3 separate regions of the Rattus norvegicus genome follow, and regions 1 and 3 are each linked to region 2. A link is a contact called in public Hi-C data. All regions are on one chromosome and are shown on one strand. Each heading gives the region's core, a stretch centred on a gene start, on an enhancer-like site or on the middle of the called end of the contact. The rest is flanking DNA. Distances are from core to core; before and after follow the strand shown.

Evidence for each region. A called contact is a pair of places that touch in the nucleus more often than the background predicts.
Region 1: a contact with region 2 is called in a Hi-C map of Schwann cells, with 5 times the contacts expected there. The contact joins the enhancer-like site here to the promoter of Dusp6 in region 2. A contact is called at or near these places in 2 of 12 Hi-C or Micro-C datasets (Schwann cells and kidney).
Region 3: a contact with region 2 is called in a Hi-C map of the A7r5 cell line, with 4 times the contacts expected there. The contact joins the enhancer-like site here to the promoter of Dusp6 in region 2. A contact is called at or near these places in 10 of 12 Hi-C or Micro-C datasets (the A7r5 cell line, frontal cortex, hepatocytes and 5 more) and 1 of 1 datasets of contacts at active chromatin or transcription factors (oligodendrocytes).

What each region holds. Positions count from the first base shown.
Region 1 is chr7:36,149,465-36,152,874 of GRCr8, forward strand. No RefSeq gene overlaps it. Among named protein-coding and RNA genes, the nearest start is that of Dusp6, 170 kb to the left of the region's middle. Within about 2 kb of position 1,612, at least 5 of the 93 cell types and tissues checked have an H3K27ac peak or open chromatin away from gene starts, as enhancers often do. A contact at or near this core is called in Schwann cells, where this site is marked.
Region 2 is chr7:35,977,629-35,981,335 of GRCr8, forward strand. Dusp6 (dual specificity phosphatase 6) reads left to right here and starts at 1,976. Exons shown (of 3, transcript NM_053883.3): 1 at 1,976-2,808; 2 at 3,278-3,707. The coding sequence starts at 2,409.
Region 3 is chr7:36,169,436-36,172,831 of GRCr8, forward strand. No RefSeq gene overlaps it. Among named protein-coding and RNA genes, the nearest start is that of Dusp6, 190 kb to the left of the region's middle. Within about 2 kb of position 1,491, at least 23 of the 93 cell types and tissues checked have an H3K27ac peak or open chromatin away from gene starts, as enhancers often do. A contact at or near this core is called in the A7r5 cell line, hepatocytes and liver, where this site is marked.

The sequences.
Region 1 (3,410 bases), core at 362-2,861, 170 kb after region 2:
GCTGAGCACGGGCGGTCTCCCGTGAACCCTGCATGGCGTTTCTCTTTTGTTTTATCTTTCTAGAACTCCATGCAGTAGACATGATCCTCCTACTTTACATGCAGAGAACTAACATGACCGACAGTTCAGGGCTGAGACAGTATTTAAACTCATCTATGCCCAGATCTATAGCCTCAGTTCTTTACTCAGTACTTTGCAGCCAGGGACATTGTCCACATTTAGGGTTGTGATTTCAGTGTTTTATTTTTGCTTGTTTTCAACTTTCATTCCTTTTCAAGTCAATCCCTTCCTTCTCATCTTCTCCACCCCACATCCCACCCTGCCCTCCTTGAAGATTTTCAATGCCTACTCTCTTACCGTTGTGTGCCTTGGTGCCTAATTCAGAACACCAGTGCATTTCTTTGGATTTTAATAAAAGTGATGTGATGCTTTGAATTGTAAGTGTCCCTTCAAGACTTAAGTGTTAAAGACTGGCTGACAGCTGATAGGTTTTTTGGGAAGTGACTGACTGGGTCATGAGAAACCTGACCTAAGTAGTGTTTGAATTGATTGCTGAAGTCATAGTTGAAGATTATTGCAAGTGGTGGGAGCTGTGGGCTGGTTCTAACTGTGCTGCTGACAGACCTCTGAAGTGTGTGCCTTGCCCACGAACTCTTCCTCTTCCTATTTTCTTTGTTCATCCAGACCGATATGAGGCAAGCAGGCACTCATCCTACCGTGATCTTCTAGCCTCACCCAGCAATGGAGTCAGCGTAACAGACTAAAGCAGTGGTTCTCGATCTCTTTTGGGTGGTCGCCTATCAGATATCCTGCTTATCAGATAGTTACATCATGATTCATAACAGCAGCAAATTACAGTTATGAAGTAGCAAGGAAAATAATTTTTATGGCTGGGGGGGGGTCACCACAACGTGAGGAACTGCATTATTAAAGGGTCGTAGCATTAGGACGGTAGAGAACCACTGGACTAGAGCATATGAGACCATGAGCCAAAATAAAGCTTTATTTCCTTTCGGGTCCTGTTCTTGTGTGCCTTGTTATTGTAGCATAAAGTCTGCCGGTGCAGGAACCATAACATAACCCTCAAAAAGGACTTTAGAAAAAAGGTCATTGAATGCAATAGCAGCGTGTACACAGTTCAGCTTGGTTCAATGTGTGTTTATATTTCAATTTGTTTTTCAGATGGATGGCTGTTCTAGATAGATGGCTGTTCTAGATGGATGGCTGTTCTTGGCTCATCTACTTTATAGTTTTAATTTTTTGTTTCTGTTTTGTTTTTTGTTTTTTGTTTGTTTTTTTTTTGTTTTTTTTTACACATACAAAGCATTTCCTGCCAACCACGGAGAAGATGATTATAATTAGTTTAAACCAAGAAAACCTGGAGTTGTGCTGAGACGTGTCCTCTTATCTGAGATTCTGTGTGGTTGGAACATCTTCACTAGTGTTTTGGGAATATTTAATGAACTATTTTAAAACTTAGAGAGCAGATTTTTACACTAAAATATTTGCAATTCATTTCGGCAAATGAATGAGTAATGAGAACTCGGATAAGAAGGGGCGCTGTGTAAATGCTCCACTGTTTCTGTGAACAATAAAGCCACAAGAATCCAAAGAAGTGATCAATCTTGCCCTGTTGAGTCATAGGAAATACCATCTAGATGTGGCCTGGGAATGGGCTGATGTACTTGGCAATTAGGTGGAAGTGATTTATTTGGGAGGGGGAGGAGACATTTGACTCGTCTGCAACAATGAGAAAGAGGTACTCCCTCTTGGGAGCAGCCATGAGTTGGCCTTGAGCCCCAGAGATGGCTCACTCTCCTTTGTTCTCTACTGTCTCCCTGTGATTTACCTAGGCTTTGATGCATGTTGCATGATACGCCATCTTTACATGTCCACTTTAATCCGTGGTCGGCCGTATACATTTATCCAGGCCCTTAGTCACCGTTTGTGAGGCACCCATTATCTAGCAGGCTGTTCCGAGCACCAAGAAATAGCAATGGACCGAGTAAAACGCGAGCTGGACCCCATGATGCTCACGTTTGATTAGATAAGTCCCATTTTAATCTTTACCTTGCTATGGGAATCCACTCCTGACATATGTTAGGCAGGTGCTTTCTCAGCAAATTCTATCATTGACCTCTTTAAAGCTTTATACTGAACTTTTTTTTATTTTAAAGCAATGTTTTTAGAAGAGAAATAAGGATGTTTTTGTGCAGAGGAAATCTACCAATAACAGTCGACTTAGACAACATTAAATTGTAGATTAATTTAATAATGGATAATAAATTCAAAACCTATTCATATCAAAGAACATTAAGGACTTATTGTCAGTAAAATTGGCCTAATTATCTGTTCCCAATTCTAAGACAAGGAAAACAATGTTTCAGTGAATTTTCTAAGTGTTCAGTATTCTTTTTTCCTTTGGATTTAAAACATTTTATTGCATTTTTATTCATGTAGTCTTTAATATAATTTAAATGAACTCACTGAGCCTAAGTCTTTGGGAACATCAGTGCCAATAACCAACATTATGGATTGGTCAAGATTAACATGATCTATGCTGATCTATCAGGGTGTTTTGTCTTTGGGCCAGTCTAATGAAGGGGACATGCAATAAATATTCTTAATTATCACCTAATTTTGAATCACCAGGAGGAAATTCCTAGGAGCTTTCCTGTTGAGCAGTCTCTTGATTAGGTTAATTGAAGTGGGGAAGACCCATCCACTGTGGACCGGGTTGACCAGGGATGGGATCTTGGATTGTATGAAAGGAGTCAGTGGGTCTGTCATGGCAGTCAGCGCTGCTTTCTGACTGAATGCGGTGGTGTCACCTGTTCCAAGTTCCTGCAGCAGGTCCTTCCTGCCAAGGGGTAACCTTGAGCAGTGAACCCAAATGAAAAAGGCTTAGTTTGCTTCTCTCTCTCTCTCTTTTTTTTTTTCCGGAGCTGGGGACCGAACCCAGGGCCTTGCGCTTGCTAGGCAAGCGCTCTACCGCTGAGCTAAATCCCCAACCCCTTAGCTTGCTTCTTGTCAGGGTTACTTTATTGCAGCAACAGGAAAAGCAAGTAACACGGGCTACTAGTTAGAAGTTGGTGCCTTGTAGATTTCTATTTGTGTAAAACCCAGCAAAGGATGGGTATTACCAAACCAATGGTTTGGAATTAGTTTTGTAATAAAAAGTTCACACTACTCCTAAGGTTGTAATCCATGCAGAATAGCAGATTTGCTCAGATTTTTTTTTTTTTTAATCTATGAACTGCTATGCTATTGGCTCACACTCATGTATCTGATTTTTGCCTGCCAGCTAAAGCATTTAGAAGGTGAAGCATGGGCAGTATTTTTTTTTTTCCTATAGTTGATAGCATAGAATTCAAAGTCTCGCTCCTAGGGAGTGAGACGAAACACTCAGT
Region 2 (3,707 bases), core at 726-3,225:
GCAGCACAGGCCTACCCCAGCAGGAGTTGGAAGCTAGCCAGCGAAATATGGGCGTTTTGTTCCTAGGCTGCCCAAAAAAGGCGCGGAGAGAGGATGGAGGCAACCCCCATTTTCATCAAAACGCTCCTCCTGGGGCGCCTGCCTGCGGGAGGGCTCCAAAATTGGCAACTTGGACCTCCAAGTCGCTCTCTTTTAGCCCACATTTCCCAAACCCCGGAAGAGGAGGGTGATTAAAAATGCAAATTGCTTTGCGGGCGACAGTAGGTAGGACCGAGCTGCGAGGCTCTGGGCTGGGGAGATCCCGTGACCTTAGACGCCCTCCGCGCCCCGGATTCGGGAAGGGCCGCAGCCAGCGCTTCCTCCTCCCGGTCGCGGCCGGACAAAGCCGGGCTCCTTTCCGTGGGACCCGAAGGGCAGACCGGATCGGGACGCGCGCCTTCCGCAGGGCCCGCCGTCGCCGCACACAGGTGGTTTTCCGTCCGGGAGGGGCGGACTCGGCACTTTTATATAACAATAGAGCTGTGCGCGCCGGGGATGCGCTCTCGTCGCCGTCGCGGCCCCCGCCGGCCACGCCTCCATCCGGCTCCGGTGCCGCGCCGCCTCCGTCCTAAATTGCCTGCGTGTGGTGCCCATGAGACTCCCAAATCCTAACTCGGAAACCAAGGGGTCCAGACAGGGACATCTCTGGCTTCTTTCCGACTCTAGGTCTCTCCCTAGGGGACAGTTCCGTGACGGCCTTACATTCGATCACGGGGTCGCCGCGTGTCCTCCCCCTCCCCCTCCCCAGAGCAGCGGTGCTGCGGCCAAAGCGCAGCGCGCAAGCGCGTTTGGAGTTGCTAGAGTGCTCCATGCGGAGCTCGGGAACCGCTGCAGCCGAGAAAGGTTAGGGGACTGGCCTCGCTGCCCACAGTAGCCAGTTCCCTCAGGCTTAAAGGTCTTGCGGAGGACTCCCCCCACGTCTCCGGGTTGCAGGGAGCGTTGGTGAGGCCCGGTGTCCCAGGCGCCTAACCTAGGCTGCCTTGCCAGACCGGTTCCTCTTAGAAGCCAAACTCTGCTTCTGACCCCAAATCGTTAAAGGAGCTCGTCTCTCCAGGCTCGATGGGTGACCGGTGGGGGTGGGGAGCAAGATCTCCGGAGCAATGGCTCAGAATGCCTCCACCCCACCGGAGCATAAGAAAAGTGTAGGGCTAGCTGACAAGGTTTTTCCTGCTCGCCCCCCCCCCCGAAAGTTGAGAAAACTCGGGATTGGGGTGCTTCTGGTTTTCTGGACAACCAAACGCTTGTTTGCTTAGCTGCTTTAAAATGTTTCAACAAAACACTAGTTTGTTTCTAGAGATGTTGGATTAGCATTTAACACTTCGTTGGGTCGCTAAAGCCCAGGCAGTTCACCAGCCCCAACACAGCCTCGGCTAAAAGGACTTCAGAACAAACAGAACTAGACTTTTAAAAGAGCCAAACAAATGCCACACACGATCTAAAGGAGGACCGGGGTGGTGGTGAGGGAGAAGGAGCGGGCTAGGATCTAGCGTTAAAGGGAATAAAAAAAGGGGTGGGGGACCCTCACGTTTTATTAAGGCTAACTTGAGATAGTAAGAGTAGCGAATAAGGGCTTTTGTGCTTGCTAATTGCACTACTGGTGCGCAAGAGTTAGACGCGAAGTGTGAACTCTCAACAGAAGGAAACACGAGACAACTTTAGTGCCCTGGTTTATGTGCCCTGCTCCTCCTCCACCGCCGCCTCCTCTTCTTTCTCCTTCCTCCCGCCGAGCCCGCAGTTGCAGCTTGTTTGCACTGGGGCTTATCCGGAGCGGAAATTCCTTTCCGTTTTTGTGAATGACAAACTCATTAACAATTCATCAACACAACCTGTTCCAGCCGGCCCGTCCCCACGGCAACAGCCCCTTCCGCAGCGCGCTCATTGGCTGGCCGAGAGAATGTATCCATTGAGACGCTGGCTGTTTGTATCCATTGAGGAGCTGCCTGGCACAGGGGGTGTGCTCTCGCGGAGTCCTAGGGACTGCGAGCAAACCCAGTCTTGAATAATCCGGCGAGAAACACGGGGTTGGATCTGAGGTGCAGCCTCAGAGGGATTAGGAGCTGCTAGACTTTTTTCTTTTTTCCTTTTTCTCCTCTCAGTGGCACGGAGTCCGAATTAATTGGATTTCATTCACTGGGTAGGAACAAAACTGGGCACTTTCATTCAGAGAGATTCATTGACTCTGAGAGTGATCTGGTGCAGAGGGACCACCGGCTTGGCTTCTGTCGCCTTCCCTAACCGCTAGCTTCGGCTTGGGAAAGGCCGAATCAAACCCGGCTCCGAGAGCCGGAGCTTCTCACGGCGTGCTTGGCCTATGCCTGCCTCGAGGGGCGTCTGCTAGGCACCCCGCCTTCTCCTGCAGCTCGACCCCCATGATAGATACGCTCAGACCCGTGCCCTTCGCGTCGGAAATGGCGATCAGCAAGACGGTGGCGTGGCTCAACGAGCAGCTGGAGCTGGGCAACGAACAGCTGCTGCTGATGGACTGCCGACCGCAGGAGCTGTACGAGTCGTCGCACATCGAATCTGCCATCAACGTGGCCATCCCGGGCATCATGCTGCGGCGTCTGCAGAAGGGCAACCTGCCGGTGCGCGCGCTATTCACGCGCTGCGAGGACCGGGACCGCTTTACCAGGCGCTGCGGCACCGACACCGTGGTGCTCTACGACGAGAACAGCAGCGACTGGAATGAGAACACAGGTGGAGAGTCGGTCCTCGGGCTGCTGCTCAAGAAACTCAAAGACGAGGGCTGCCGGGCGTTCTACCTTGAAGGTATGTTGTGCGCCCCGGCGCTCGGAGCTAGGGCTGCAGGCTGGGGAACTGCGGGCGAGGTAGCGATCGCCTCTCGCATTGCGCTTAAGGGAGCTGGGCCAGCGTGGTAGCTTCTTTTTTAAGGGTTCTTTATAATCCGGCACCTCCACCTTCCTCTCGCTTTCTTCTGGGTTGGTTTAGACTTAAGATTCAGAAGAGCTGGAAATGTAGTTCAGGGTGCAGCTTGACACCTCCTAGCTCCTCGAAATACTAAGTAATTTTGTGCATTTCCGGAATCAGAAGAATAAACGCTCCCTGGGTAGGCAGATGGTTGTATTCTTAAAGATGCACATTGAAGTGTGTTTTTACTACTGCAGTGGGGTTCATAGGTCGCCTGACCGTAGTGTCTCCTGCACCTCCTGTGCCTCTCACAAGCTGAAAATTACTACAGCTTCTCAGGTTACAAGAACGCTTTTCTTGTTTCTGGCAGGTGGCTTCAGTAAGTTCCAGGCCGAGTTCGCCCTGCACTGCGAGACCAATCTAGACGGCTCGTGCAGCAGCAGCTCCCCGCCCTTGCCAGTGCTGGGACTCGGGGGCCTGAGGATCAGCTCCGACTCTTCCTCGGACATTGAGTCTGACCTTGACCGAGACCCCAATAGTGCAACGGACTCCGATGGCAGCCCGCTGTCCAACAGCCAGCCTTCCTTCCCGGTGGAGATTTTGCCCTTCCTTTACCTGGGCTGTGCCAAGGACTCTACTAACTTGGACGTGTTGGAAGAGTTTGGCATCAAGTACATCTTGAACGTCACCCCCAATCTGCCCAATCTGTTTGAGAATGCAGGGGAGTTCAAGTACAAGCAAATTCCTATCTCTGATCACTGGAGCCAAAACCTGTCCCAGTTTTTCCCTGAGGCCATTTC
Region 3 (3,396 bases), core at 241-2,740, 190 kb after region 2:
GATATTTACATTATGATTCATAAGAGTAGCAAAATCACACTGTCCTCTCTAGCCTCCATGCATAGACACATGCAAACGCACATGCATGTGTGTGTGTGCACGCGCGCACGCATACACACACACACACATACACACACACACACACCCACACACACACACACACACACACATTCACACACTGCCATAGTGGTTAGGGGTAGAAATGGCATTATTATTTCTGTGTAGAAACAAAGACCTGAGTATTCTTAGCATGATAAATATTATCATAGCCCTAAATCGTTTGTTTCTTCTTTAATAGAAAAACAAAACAAACAAATGAACAAAAAAACCAAAACAGAAACCCTAGACATGAACTCAGGACTGAGGTGTTAGCATGTTAAAAAGAGGGAACTAAAGAGATTGGTGAGGATTGCTGTAGTTGAGTTAGTAATAATGAGAGAGGAAAAAGGCCTATCTTTAGTCATAACACTCAGGGATGACTTTCGGATCCAGAAACGGATGGGAGTAAGTAAAAGGGGATGTTCCCTCAGTAGCTTGATGATTTTGGCAACAGTCCAACCAGTGTTGCAAGAAAGGAAGCAGCCTCAAGATGAAAATCTCGTACAGGCTGGCATCTGCCCAAAGCTGAAATGTTGACAGAGAAGTGCGGGTACACCCCAAAACATCCTGATTAATTTGCAGGTGTTGTGCAAAACCGAGTGGGAAAAGAAAAACCATACTGCACCCTAGGCAGATTCTGCTGGTGTGAAGAGTGTTCGATAATACCAAAACCTTAGGACGAGAGAGAATGGTTCCGTATTTTCATTGTACACTGCAGCCTTTCTCAGAGACTCATCATCTTGTTGATCTGGAAGGGATTTCTCAGAACAAGTCTCCCAGTGGAGTTGGATTGCCCAGAAATTCCCTTCAAACAAAATCTCATGACACTATGCTGAACTGGGGTAGAATGGATGTTATTAGTAGAAATAATTTCGTGATTTTAATTTCAACAAAAGCACTCATCCCAAAGCTGATTAACCGAGTCAATGCTGTAATCAGAAGACTTGAATGAGAACCACTGTGATGCGATTTGTATGGCGTACTTACCAGTCTTTTTTATTTTCGTATTGTTTGGGTCTCTTTAGACATTGTGAAACAGATTCTGATTAGCACAAGATTTGCGAATGAGAGGTCTTAGTAATCACCTTGTAGTCTTGCCGGTACCCTGGCTGTAGGAAAAATCATCCTTTTGAGATCAACAGAAATCTGAGTCAGGTTGGAAATGCAAGTCAATGCACCCAGCACTGGCTAGCATAGAGCTCCTTGGTTTAAAACGTTATGGCAGTTAAAGTATTATTTAAAAGGCTAAAACACCAGCCTCTGCTGCCGTGTTGTGTTTAAACCTCAGCTCACACTTGCTCCCATTGAACCCAGGGAACACTGCTGGCCATTGGAGGTGCTGCGATCATTATTTCCCAAGAACTAGAGAGTGGGCAAACCGACAAAACAAACAAGCTGGGCGCTGTTAAATAAATGATTTACATTCCTTTCAGGAAATGTCACAATGAGGACTTCAAGCTGGACTTCTCCAGTGCTTTTCTGTTTGATTTTCAAGCAGAACGAACCGAACACAATGTGTAACGTTCACTAATTGCCAGTTTTATTCTGTTAGCATCTTACTTAGAATGTGTCTCGGAGCCCAGTAATCTATCTCATTAATGTGTCTTTCACCAGTTAGGTTTAAAGTCCCTTCCTAAAGGGGCCAAGCTCCTGTGTTTTCTTATTGCCATGAGTGTAAGTAGGGAATTAATTTGCACACAGTAGGGGATTGGTCACTTGCACACAGTAGGGGATTGGTCATATTACTGGTTCTGCATTTAAGCTGTCTGGGAACTTATTCTCAAGCAAGCATTTATTAATGTAATGTATTTGGTGTGGGGCATTATGCTAATGCTTCTGACCCCAGTATTGTCACTACATGGAGTGAGTCATCTATAATTTTGTTTAAAATAACGTAAACCAATTTTATGTACTATTAATTAAAGGAGTAGGTGTTGAGTGTTCACTATTGTTTTAGTTCAGTGCTGACTCTTTGGAAGCTTGGTCTTGAGGGCAGTTGGATTATAGAAATATAAGAAACTACCATGTCCAAGATGGTTATTCTTACTGTTGGCCATTAAAACAGACTTTTAATGGTTACTATTATTTCTTCGTAAATTGATTGTTCCTTTGCCTAATTTATCAATGCCATTCTGGTCACTAAACCTCATTATGTAATTTTTACCATCAGTGTTATAAGTAGAAACAATTATAAATTTGTGTTTGGTTGAGAGAACGTGTCAACAAATCGTGTTTATATTTTCATACCATAAGGACAGTACTTGTAGAATGAATGGTATGCTCATTTTAGCTTTAAATTTTTTTTGACATTTCTTAAGGTTTCTAATTTCTTTAATTTACATTGTCATCCTTCTAAAATGTTTTCAATTACAAAGTGTCAACTTTAATTTCTCTTTTCATCTCTTGGGTGCCTTTTTGCTCCAGCTGGACTGGCTGTTCTTTTTGAACATTTAGCAGTTTTCATTTCGTGACTGATAATTTTATTATCCTGAAACTATTTCTTGACCTGAAAAAAAATTTTTTTGGTGGGGGGGTTGGTTTCCTGCCTTCTTTTCCCAGAAAAGTTTTTGTGAAGTGTGTTTCCAGTTGTACGGGTGTATAAAAAGTAAAGGTTCCACATATAATTAGTCTCTTTAACATTTAAATTCAAATTAGCCCTCTATGTAAAAGTTCCCAGGGGCAGGAAGCTTCACTTATTATCTGATTCCATTTGATCCTGTAACCCCAAGCTTTTTGCCAAAATGATGAATCTTCTTCCGGTGTGTTCGGGAACATTGTGTGACCTCTGTAAGATCATTATGGATCCCCGGGAAAGCATCCGTGTGCTTTCTGCTGCCAAAGTGAAGCCCAAGCTTCTGTGAGCTCGGAGTCTCTACCATGGCATCATGGAAATCCCCTTAAGTCTCTGCCATATTGGAGATGGTCTCTTCAGGTTCCTGTAAACTTCTTCCTCTTTCTTGGTTTACTCTCTCCATCGCTACAGAGGAAGGGACTGTGGGTGATACAACTTTTTTTTTTTTTTTTTTTTTGGTCTTCTGTGTTTGAAATGTTTTTCTTTTCCTCTTTTTTTTAAAAAAATAATACATCCTATTAATTTACTCTGCGTTTCTGCACACACATGCATGTACCCAGCTGTGGAGGTCAGATGCCAATTGTGAGGAGTTAGTTTCTCCTTCTACCTTGTTTGTAGCAGAGTCTGTCTGCCCTTTGATTTTAGAAACTTTTACTTTTTGAAAGATTCCCATATATGCCTCCTGTCTTCCTGTAGAAATGATGGGTTTATAGACACACCTAAGC